Regions from separate parts of the Gossypium hirsutum genome. Here region 2 is linked to region 1. Evidence: chromatin contacts called from public Hi-C data. All regions are on one chromosome and are shown on one strand. Each heading gives the region's core, a stretch centred on a gene start, on an enhancer-like site or on the middle of the called end of the contact. The rest is flanking DNA. Distances are from core to core; before and after follow the strand shown. Region 1 holds the start of LOC107954068. Region 2 holds the start of LOC107954147 (U-box domain-containing protein 13).

Region 1 (6,091 bases), core at 1,906-4,405:
CTAAAAAAATTATTATAATAATAAATTTAACTCTCAATTTTTATTTATTATATCAATTTAGTATAATTTTAAAAAATAAACCCTCAAAATATATATTAAAAAACCCCTCTCCCACCACCGTTCATGCTAAGGTTTCTAACATCAACTCTCTATAGTCCACCTTGTTGCCAATGATTTCATGATCCACAAAAGACTACATGATGCTTGTCCTCAGCCGATCATATGTGGGTAGCCTCTTGATAGCAGCCCATTTTAGAGCTTCTTCATCATCTTCCACACGGCTACTTCTTTTGGAACCTAAAAATACATCTTCCATATTCCAACTACTCTTGCTTAAGCTCCTCCCTATGCTGCTATGCCTTGTTCTTCTACTAGGATTTCAACTTCGAGCTCTTTCTAAACCATCCATATTTTTGGATGCTTCTTCTTCTTTTTATTTTTCTTTTCCCTCCCAATAATGCGAAAGAAAAATGATCTCACGCTCTATGTCAATGTAGAGAAGTGTTGATTCTTTTCTTTTAGGGAGGCAGATAGAGAAGTGTAAATTCAGTGGAGATAGAAGGAGAATATACATCCTAGCAAGTCAGTGCGAGTATATAGGGCGTAGGGGAGAGGAAGAGGAACGGTGGTGGGGGTGGGGGAAGGGGGACGAGAACAGTGGTGGGGAAGGTCCGGTCGGGGAGGGGGAGAGAGAAGGGGGTTGGGGAGATTTTTATTTTACCTAACATAAATAATAATATAAAATTTATTATTATATTTTTTGAAAATATTTATTTTGAGTACCTAAAATAATTTTTTTTAATTGAATAAATATTTATATAGTTTAACCAATTTTTTTTATTATGTTTCGATTGGATTACAGCAATAAAAGTAGACTGAATTCTATACTTATCTGTATTTCAAGTTATTACCCAATAAAAAGCTCCTACTTGAACTTATCATCTTATCTAAAGTCTAAACTAACAACTTGTTTTAGGGGCTCCTGGAAAAGATTTTGAAGTATAATTGGTCCAGAATCGATTAATTTTTCAATCCATCAATGTTGTGTTTGAGTTTTTGGAGATTTTTTCTTTTTGACTTCACAAAAAGTTTGAACTAGAAGTGGAGCCAAGAACTTCTAGTTGGATTAAGCCCTGTGTAACGTACAACCACTTATTGAGAGGAAGTAAGTAGTACTTGCTTGATATGATTTGAACCCTTCCTTTTACATGACGTCTAAGGGCATATACGCTTTTTCTTTTCTTTCTTTTTTTTTTTCCAATATAAGGGCATATTATATGCTACCACTTAATCAAAATATTACGTAGGTCAAAATTTATAAAAAAATCATTTCTAATCAATAAAAATTTCAAATTATTTAAATGAGATTAATAAAATAATATATAATTATATTCTTAAAAGTAAACTACATGTCCTAAAATTAAATAATATTATTATTGTATAAAAGTGATTTCTTAAACTTAAAGATGTGTTTGGAAATGCATTGAGAATTAAATTTGAGAGTAATAGTTTGTAATTATTCTAATTCTCACCCTTCTTAAAAGTTGGAAAAATGTAATTGATTTACACTCAAGTTAGTGATATCCACTAATTATAATAATTACCAATTACACTCAAATCTAATTACTAAAATGGCTTTTCAAGTCCCTAGATATTAACCAATGAACTTATCCTCTATTCTCTACTAAATACTGAAATCTTAATTCCGATTATAATCATTAACCATATAAACTAACAACCTAATTGTTAGCTTCCCAACTACATTAATAATGATGGAAAATGAGAAAGCAAAACAACATAAGTTATTTTTACAACTAAATTAATTAGAGACAGACAAGATTATTAATGGATTGACCAAATAGCATGGTTTCTTTTGGCAACTTAATGGATAGAAATCGAGATGTAAACTGAACACCGTATCTGTCATTTTACCTTACCCGGGGGGAATATGTTGGTACTCATTATTACTTGCAAGTAACTTCAAATGAGACATTTTTAGAGTGGACATTGGGATGTAAGGAACCCTAGGTCCATCAATGTCAATTTCATCCACCCCGTGACTGATGTTAGCCAATTCTTTAAATGTCTCTTTACTCACTCTACCAACTTGGGAGGACCTTGTTGGATATTAAAAAGCTTAACTTTACAAATTTATTTTAGACTCTGTTGAACATCAAAATTCACCCCTTTTCTCCATATTATTTTTTTCTTATTTTTTATTTGAATTTTCCCTTGCAGTATATTTTTTGATTGAATACTCCAGGGACTAATTATTACACGCTTAAAGAAGGGAATTTAACGTAAAATAGGTATGCCATACGGGAACAGTTGACAGTACTTCTGCCGTATGCTGCACTGCAGCATATCCATCATATCATAACCATTTTTAATTAAATCTAACAGAAAAATAAAAGGCTATGTCATTGTATACAGGACATGCAATTTAATTGCTAAAAAGTATTACGAAGGATGTTGTATTTTATTTTTTATTAAAAAATAAATGAATTAATTTTTATATATTAGATTCAAAAGTAAATTGGCCTTTTTATTAAGAATTTCATCATATTTACGATTAAAAATTAGTTATTGTATGTCATCATGAGATACATGCGGTATATCTCGTCTAACTATTTAATTATTTTATTAATCACACCAATTTTTAACATTAAAAATGAATATAATTTTTAACAAAAAAGAATTATTTGTTCTTTAATCTAACAAATGAAAATTAATTTACTCACTTTTTGAGTAAATGAAGCAAAATTTAATCTCCCTCTTCTAGTAAAGATGCCTCCATGAAATGTTATTATTGTTTGAAAGATTGGAGGAAATCTGGGGCTTCCTATAGATTCAATGTGAAATAAACCAAAATATCCATTTGGAGTTGGAACACGAACGTTATAACGGCAAAAGCAAAGCCTCCTTAATTTGGTATAGTTAGTAAAGTTTTAAAAGTTAGAAGAGAGGTACATTTTAATTTCAAAGGTAGTTGGTAAATCAAAGGAAAAAGTTGACAGAAAAGACAACAATTCCAACGGGGAAATTCTTGTAATAAAGTTGATGAGATAATGAAATAGTTAAAAATCAGCTTAGTTCACATATTCCATCAAAACCCACAGCTAGATTTTGATGGATGTGGGGTGTATTTATGGGCACTGTCTTGTAATCCAAGTTAAAGAGGGTTTACATAGAGGCAACCGAGTGGGGCGTAGGGTGATGCAATCACTTAACCCCTTTTTGAGTTTGTTTCCTCAGTCTTTTTCATTTTTCTATTCAAAACCATTACCTGCCCATGTGAGCTGCCTTCGCTACCTTATTACAATTTCCACACCTTTCAGCACTATTGTACAAAGATTTGCCCATACCCCCCAATCATTTAATTTCCTACTCTTTCTCTCGCTCTGCAACCCTTCTTTGTTTATTTATTTATTTATTTATTTATTTTTGGTGTTCCATTGTTGCTGAGAAATTTTGGACGTATAAGGTAAGCTTCTTCTTTATTTTATTTTTAATCTCTGGTGAAATTTCCTCGGCATTTCCTTAGGTTCCTCATGGCGTGTGTTGTAGGCAGATAGATAGATATACATGGTCCATAGTGCGTTACCACACGGAATCTTAGCTTGTGAATTTGCAGTAAAAGTGAAGGTTATACTTCAATATTCCATTATCGTTTTTTTTTTTTGGTTCCTTTAGAAAAAAAGAGGCTTTTGGTCTCGGTTGTGTACCTCACATGGAAGTTGTGGCATGATTTAAACTCCTTTTCTCTTTCCTTTTTCTTTTACAGAGTTCTCAGAGAAGGAGAGAGAGAATATTGTGGAATTTGCAAAACCAAGATACGATATATTCCAGGAGATGTGAAATTTGCAAGCAAAAATGACATCTTTCAGTGGGTTAAGCATTGGTTTAAGTTTGGTTTTTGGTTGTCTTCTACTGGCTCTTGTTGCAGAGCTTTACTATTTGCTTTGGTGGAAGAAGAGAATTACCGGCTCACAAGTTGAAGATGATTACAACAACTACGCAAAGGAGCTCGTTCAACTCTTCTGCTGGAAAAAATCTGCTTCTTTGCATGCATCCACCGCTGCCAACAACAACAATAATCAAGGTTTAGTTAAAAACAAAGATAGCAATAGTGTTGAACCAGACTTGGAACTTGGCTCAAGCAGGAGTTTGCTGGTGAAGGGTTTTGGAGAAGAGGGTGTAGAATCAGAGCTCATGAGACTACACAATCTGGCAGGTCCACCCAGATTTCTCTTCACAATCAAGGAGGAAACAAAGGAAGATTTGGAGTCTGAAGATGGCAGGTCTAGAGGTGAGAAGAGCAGAAAAGGATCCAGAACAGGGAGCTTGAGTGATCTTATGTTAACTGTTGACACTCCTCTTAGTCCTTTGGCTTCCCCACCATTGAAGTCTCCTCCTTTGAACCCCTTTGATTCTTATCACCGCAATGGATTCAATCCCCTCTTTGAATCATCCACAGATGCAGAGTTAAACAAGCTTAGATCTTCACCTCCTCCAAAATTCAAGTTCTTAAGGGATGCAGAAGAGAAACTTTTAGACAGATTGATGCTAGAAGCTGAGAAAAGGGTACAAAGAAATGGTGGCTCCATTCAAAACTGTGGTGTTAAAGCTGCCAACAACACACCAATTTTAACAGAAGACATACAAGGGTCTTTCCTTAAATTCATTGTTGGAAAGAATGGAACACCTCTCCAATATTTACCACAGTGCCCTTCATGTTCCTCTCAGATATTGCCGTTGGATTCCTGCTAGATGAGTGTCTTTCACTTTTTTTTTTCTTCTTTTAATTTATTCTTTTCATCTACCACTCAGTACTATAGTTATAGTTGGTTACTTGTATAAATGTGTATTAATTTTAAAAAGTTATTATTATCATTTTTTATTGGGGGGGTTAGGGGAATCTTTTCAGGGGATGGTCAGCTAATTTGGTAAAGATAGCCACCACCAATCTGCAACATCTGCAAGGCATCTAGAGTTAAGGCAAACTGACAAATTCAACAGATGGGTATTTAGGATGTTGTTGGCTAGTTCAAAGGGGGGACCCCTTTGTGGGGATATCTGGTTTTTGCCCATCCTCCATGTCCCCTGAGCAGTTTTTTCGGACCCCAGTTCTCATCGTACGAAATGGCTAACAATGCTCTCCTTTTTAAGGTTATGGATTGTAAAAGGTTTCTATGCCCTCTTTTTGTCAACTAATCTAAAAAAAATTAAATATTTACAAGAGTGACTCAATTTCAAAAAAAATGGGTATAATCTAAAATGAATAGTATTGGGCGATGCTGGTATCCAACTCAATTATCCCCTAATCATTAGCTGCTGATTGCATGGAGGTATTGGCCATGGAGGGTTGATACTGTCCGACATTGTTCATTTCAAGTTATTCCCATCATTATTTTTAAAGTTAAATCATTCTTATAAATATTTGATTTTTTAGATTAGTTTAGTAAAAAAACCGGTTCTTACGCATTGTTATGACATGTTTACGAGGTGTACAACTATCTTCTTTTTCTTTTCTTTTTTCTCTTTCAATTCAAACAGTTAAAAATTATACACAAACTTTTTTTCCACCTTTTTCCATGCCTGATTACAGTACCAAAAGGTACCAAAGCACGCATGATAAATTAAAGCTATTCTCACCATTGTTGTCAAAAATAGTCATGATTTCATATAATCTCATTCCATCACTTGTTCTTCATCTGCTATGCCCATATCTTCATTTCATTCAATTTTTGTGGGTCAACTTTTGGCAGCAACAATTTGACCGAACAATGTTTTTTAGTAAACAGTTATCAGTCTGAAGCTTATTAAAGATTTTGTAGTAAACAGTTTTTCTTTTACAAGAATTTGTATCCTTTAAAAGGATTCTCTACTGAAGGTGATAAATGCAGTGTGCATAGTTTTTGAATTTGAGATTAAAACAGAAAGAAAGAAAAGACAGGAGAGCTGAAGGAATTAAAACATTAGGATTAGGTTGAGAGAGCCAGACATGGAGGAGTGGTCCAAAAGTTGGAAGTCAATTTCTATTGTATTCATTTTGTTAAACCCTGAACCATCGGTGTTTTTCTTGGGGAAA
Region 2 (5,993 bases), core at 2,689-5,188, 170 kb after region 1:
AACACCTACCAAAACCGGCACTGCCTTTGCTGCTCCAATGGCAGACTTCCCTTCAGGATGGCTTGCAAGTATTGCTAGTATGGCCAATGCCTCATCCACCATTCCACCACCCGGTTCTGTCAACAAACGCATTAATATAGGCACAACACCAGCCCTCACTGCTTTTCCCTTGTTCCCTTGGTAAATGCACAAGTTGAAGAGTGCTGTTGCTGCATCCTTTTTGCCCCTTTGCGTTCCTTCACTTAGCAGTACCACTAATGGAGGGATTGCTCCCGAGGCACCAATTGTCACCTTATTTTCATCCACTACTGAAAGGCTGAAAAGAGTGGCTGCTGCATTCTCTCTAGCTTCCATGCTCCCCTTCTTAAGCACCTGGACTATACCAGGAACTGCTCCAGAGGATATGATACTTCCTTTGTTATCTTCACAAATAGAAAGGTTAAGAAGTGCTGTAACAGCATGTTCTTGGATGCGTGAATCAGGTGTTGAAAGAAGGCTCACAAGGAGAGGTATGGCCCCAGCTTCAGCAATGGCCACACGGTTATCTGCATTGCGTTTGGCAAGAAGACGGATTTCACCTGCAGCCATTCTCTGGTCTTCAGGACTGCTGGATGCGAGCTTACGGAGGAGAATTTCAATCTTAGTACGTTCAGCTGGTGAGCAGGCAGATGTAGTTTTACTGGGACGAGTGCTGGGTCTTTTGGGTGGTTCAATACCATTTGCCTCACACCATTGAGCTATTAGACTACGCAATACATAATTAGGTGTAAGGGCAGGGCTACTGAGTGCCTGTTGCGTCTTTGGACATGTTCCATGCCCTTGCTCCAGCCATTTCTCAATGCAAGAACGTTCATAAGTCTACAGAAGAGAGTAATGAAACCTGTTATGGATATAGCACAAGGGTAATGGTAAACAAGACTTCAGCCTCTGCATACATGTGCGATTTCCAAAACATGTAGTATAAAACACAAGGTTCTTATAAACGTTTAGTTAGCATCCATTAGGGACAACATTAATTTATTTACTCATGCAAATGTATATTGAACATCACAATATGACTACGACCATGTCCCGAGCTAACTTTTGGCCCAATAAATTAATGGCACAACAATGTGAAATGATGCAACTTGCAGGTCAATAACCAAATAAGTTTATCGAGCAAAATTGAGCATTTACTGACATTTAGTAAATAAAGGATGAAGAGGTTGTTTTCAAGACTGAATGATTGAAAAGAAATTAAAACGAAAAATCTCATTATAACATGTACTAGAAATCTACAAAAAATATACCTGCCCAGTCGAAACAATGACAGGATCCTTCATCAACTCCAGGGATATTGGACAGCGGAAATCATCTGGTATAACTGGAGTCTTGCGATTTCCATTAGTAGTTGCTTGCCCACTGCTACTTGGAGGAAGATTCTTTTCTCTTGCAGGAGCATCCAAGTTAGGATTTTCTGTCTGTATAAAGTCTTTGATTTTCTTTAATAAGCTCAACATCTTCTCAAATGTTTCACCAGGATCTCCAACACTGGCAGAAACCATCTCATGTAGAGCTAATGATTCTTGCGTAAGTTCAGCTATGCCGACCAATTGTAACTTCTTAGCCAATCTCCATAGTACATCTGGATTTAGTTCTGCATCATCGCTCTTGTTGTACAGTGATAATAGATCCTCATACAGCTCAACATCAGGCGCATCAACTCTTCCTTTAGCTCTCCTGAACTGAGCTAGTACAAGCTCCACCTAAACATGGAAATATCATACATGTAACTCTTTTATATATATAAAAAAATGATATAATAAAGCAAGCTGAAGTTGCTTTAAGCCTCTCAAATTATAATTTAATAGTGTTCAGAGAGGAATTCTAGTTTTGGTTGCTATCATCAAGTCTTTCAATGCTTATCATATGCAACTCCAAGAAAACACAATTAATGAAAGAATACTTCAATTGCTTGATGGCACTTTCTTCCATGTCTAAGATGCCTATGATTCAAGTAATCATCCTTAGATCATACAGGAAAGGACCTAATATGACAAAGCAAGAGGAGAAGAAAGTACTATGTAGTTCTTCCAAAGACTGCCAACTAACAGATCTATACCTGTTCCTTAACTTCATCTGATATGTAAAGATTCTCATAGGAAATTCCTCGCAAAGCTTGTTCCAATTGTGCTGTTACTTCAAGAAATTTATGCATGATCTGCTCCCTCTCTAGAACCTGTTAGCAGAACACAAATAGTTTATCAGTACATAGTAAGATTCAGTGACAAACCAGTTCCGGCTAAAAATTATTCCAAAAAGAGAACTTGGCTTCTCAAGAAAGGAGAAAAATAACCATGCGCATTCCTTTCCTCACAAACTATCTGTACCATAAAACTAGCACATCCATGAATTGCAGCCACTACCAATGTCCCCTATCTACTGCCTATCTAAAAGTACAGGCATGAGAAGAACCGTTCTGGCGAACTTCTTTGTCAACCTCAAAAAATAACACCAAAAGAATTGAAAAAAGCACAAAAGCACGGAGCAATAACTATTGGTTCCAAGAAAGAACTCAAAACCAATGAATATGACAACCCGGTTAAGTATAATTGCTTGCGAAGAACTGCTTAGAATAGCATCAAGGCAGAAACGTAAAAAGACAGTATCATGGCCGCTAATAATCACCACCTCCCCTCCCCTTTTATCTCTCTCCCTCCTCCTCCATCCCTCAATCTAATTTTCACAACCTCAAATAACCTCCTGAGTCCAAGACCAGAAATAGCGCAACCCAAACTTAACAAACTACCATTGCAGAAACAGTGTCTCCATAATCATATGAAAGGGTCATACTCATCTAGTACAGGCTTCCAGACATACCATGTCCGCCAATAACAAGTATAATGATGAAACTAGCGAGTTTCTACCTTATACTATATGCAATATGATATAGGGGCAGACTTGAGCAAAAGAGGACCAACAAGGTTATATCAAATGAACGATTCGGATTTGACGATAATCCAGACACAAATCGACAATCCTTAAATAAATCAACAAAGTTATATCATTTTCCCCCTCTACAGCCTCTACTTTAGCCCTTGCATATGTCGAATGTCGATCACTTGAAGCTTAGAAATCTTTGTGATAAGAATTACTCATAATAGTTATTTGAAGATGCAAAATAAATAGATAAAAATGAACAAGAAAATCGATTGAAATTGTGACTCAAATATCTACAAATATTTTATTAAAAAGGTAAAAATAGGAACCACATCAATTTCCTTTTTGAATTAATAAGGAATGTAGCACTAGAGATCATATTAGATTTAAATTCCATTATCTTCCACTAGACTAAGCTAAATTTTAGCATAAAATTGATCGCTTAGTTTTAGATAATGTTATTTCCAGAAAAAAATAGGATCATCTCCACGCACTTCACAAGCTAATTTTCCTCCACTTTCTCAGCAGCCGAACAGATCCAAAAAAAAAGAAGAAGAAAAGAACAGTAATACTCACACACCAGGTAAATCTTGCTGCCTTCACTGCCGAAACTGAGCAGTTCCTTAGCCGAAATGAGAGCTTCTTTCAACGAGAGCAAAGCTTTAACAGTTTTTTCGGGGATTTGCTCTTTGCTTTCTCTAATCTCCTCGAACATTGGCGTCAACAGCTTGAGCCTCCTAGCGAGATTGCAGTACTCCTTCTTAACGGAGCATCTGTAGTCGCTGATTGAAGCTATTTGGTTCACCGCATCGATCAAGCTCTGCACCAGCACTCCTTTCTCTTCTTCCATTCCGATTCCGGATCTTGTTTAAACGCTTTCAAACTAGAAGAGGATTTTGATTCTAATAGAGAGATTTAAGATAAGTTTTTGAAAGCTAAAAAGAGGAAAAACTCGTCTCCATTAGAGAGAAGACTTCAACAGTAGGGAGAAAGTATAATAAATAATACGCAAGTGAAAAAAGTTTTATTCGCAGACAGCTTAGAACTTTTCCTTCCCCGGCTCGGCTTTCTAAGCTGAACCGCACCGGACTGAAAGATGAGATGAGAGGGATTAGACTCGGGTGGTGTGTTGTGTTTTGGTCTATGTTACATAGACTCGACTCGGCTCGGCTTGGCACAGCTAGTGAGTCAGTCTCTTTGGTGCATAATTTCAATTATTTGTTGATTCCTTTTTATATATTAATTAATGGACAATTACGTTGTCCTTAGTGGAGTTTTTTTAAGTTGTCATGCGTCTTTGGGTGTTTTCTCTTTATATTTTAGATTTTATTATTTTAAGTTGTCATGCGTGGGAAAATTATACTTCAGTACCTACACTTATGGATCTCGAATTCAAATGCGTGTCCATGCTTTGTTTTCCGTACATTCTTCGAATTAAGATAATTATTATGATATGATTATTATACCTCAACATTTGTATTTGTTAAGTCCATGGTAAAATATTTAAAATTAAATGATAGCACTTTAATTTAATTTGGGAAAAATATAAGATTACTAGTTTAATTTGTCCATTTCTCTCATATTGGTACCTGTAGTTTTTTTTTCAGATTGGTACTCAAACTTTTTTTCTGTCCACAAGTTTGGTACTTGAGTCTAACGGCATTATTTTTTTGCTGACATGGCAACGCTAGCCATTCATACACTGCCATGTGTCACCCTCTTTGGCTGCAAATTAAGCTCATTTATTAAATCTTCTTTCATTTTCTCTTTTAATTATTTTTCCTTTAAAAAATAATAAAATATTTTTCCCTTTCATCCAAAACAAATCATGATTCTATTCCTTTTTTTTGTTCCTTTCTTCTCTTTTCTATCTCATTTTCTTCTTCTCCCTATTCATCTTCTTCTAACCCTAACCGCTGCCGCCATGAGTCACCACCATCCATGGCCTTCTCCGACCATCAAAACCCTTCTCTCTTCCTTGTCTTCTCATATATTGTCTTGTATTTCCAAGAAAATATGTTTAAAGCCAAAAAATTAAAAGCTTGATCCTTGAGCTTTTGAAATTATACTCTCCATCTATTGATGAAAGGCTAAGGAGGCTTCTGGTGAAGCTTAGAGCGAGTTGAGGAGCCAAAGGAAGCAATAGTAGTGACGCTGCCATGGCAACAACAGAGAATCGATTTTCTTAAAGCCTAGTAGAAGTTCTTCAAGTCATGGAGAAAAGAGTCAACAAATTCAAAGGAGGAATTGCCCCTGTTGTTCATTAGATCCATAAGATTTCTAGGGTTTTATAAATTTTAATAAAAATTCATTAGTTTACTTTTTTTTTGGTTTGTTTGTTATAAAGAAAACAAGGGCTTTGACTATTAAGATTCTACTGAATTTTTTTTTTGTTTTTATGGAAGCATTGTTAGTTTTTTTTTGTATTTTTATTCTTTTCCAATGCACAAAAATCAATGGTTTCTTCATTGTTAGCCTTCATGAATTATATATTCATATGTAAAAGATCTCTTCATATCTTTTGCGTATTCTTTTGCTTGTAACTTTTTTTTTAAGATTTTGGGTTGTTTGTTTGTTATTTATTGTTTGAATGTGTTGGGTTATTTGTTTTTTGTTATTTGTTCTTTGATTGTGCTGAGTTATTTGTTTTTTTTAATGGAGTTGCATCTCCCATTTATTTTTCTTATATTTTCTCATGAAACAAATAGAAAAAAATTCAACTACCCAACAACTGAAAAAAGAGAAAAAGAATTTAATGCAAAAATCTAAAAAAGAAAATGAACTCAAGACTCGAAATATAGAAAAGAGAGAAGAAAAAATGTGTTTAGCAAATGTGTTTAACAGAGAAAAGAAGAGAAAATGTGTTTAACAAACAGGGGAGGAATTGAAATCAGCCATCAAAAGCAAACATGTTTAGCAGAGAAAAGGAGAGAGAAGGAAATTGGGAAGAAGAAAGATCACGGGAAAAAGAAAGAAAAAAAAAGAAATAGTTTTAAATATATTTTTATTGATTTTAATATTTTTTAGATTATGACATCATCATGACATCATTTATGTCACGTGTCGCAGTCTTA

What was found. Hi-C and Micro-C count contacts between places; a contact is called where the count stands out from the background.
Region 2: a contact with region 1 is called in a Hi-C map of leaf, with 2.3 times the contacts expected there. The contact joins the promoter of LOC107954147 here to the promoter of LOC107954068 in region 1. A contact is called at or near these places in 6 of 34 Hi-C or Micro-C datasets (hypocotyl, leaf, petal and 1 more).

What each region holds. Positions count from the first base shown.
Region 1 is chrD07:13,311,752-13,317,842 of Gossypium_hirsutum_v2.1, forward strand. It overlaps LOC107954068, which reads left to right and starts at 3,156. Exons shown (of 3, transcript XM_016889545.2): 1 at 3,156-3,484; 2 at 3,572-3,645; 3 at 3,785-5,173. The coding sequence starts at 3,874. The coding sequence ends at 4,770.
Region 2 is chrD07:13,485,505-13,491,497 of Gossypium_hirsutum_v2.1, forward strand. It overlaps LOC107954147 (U-box domain-containing protein 13), which reads right to left and starts at 3,939. Exons shown (of 4, transcript XM_016889621.2): 1 at 3,500-3,939; 2 at 2,102-2,218; 3 at 1,290-1,745; 4 at 1-858. The coding sequence starts at 3,769.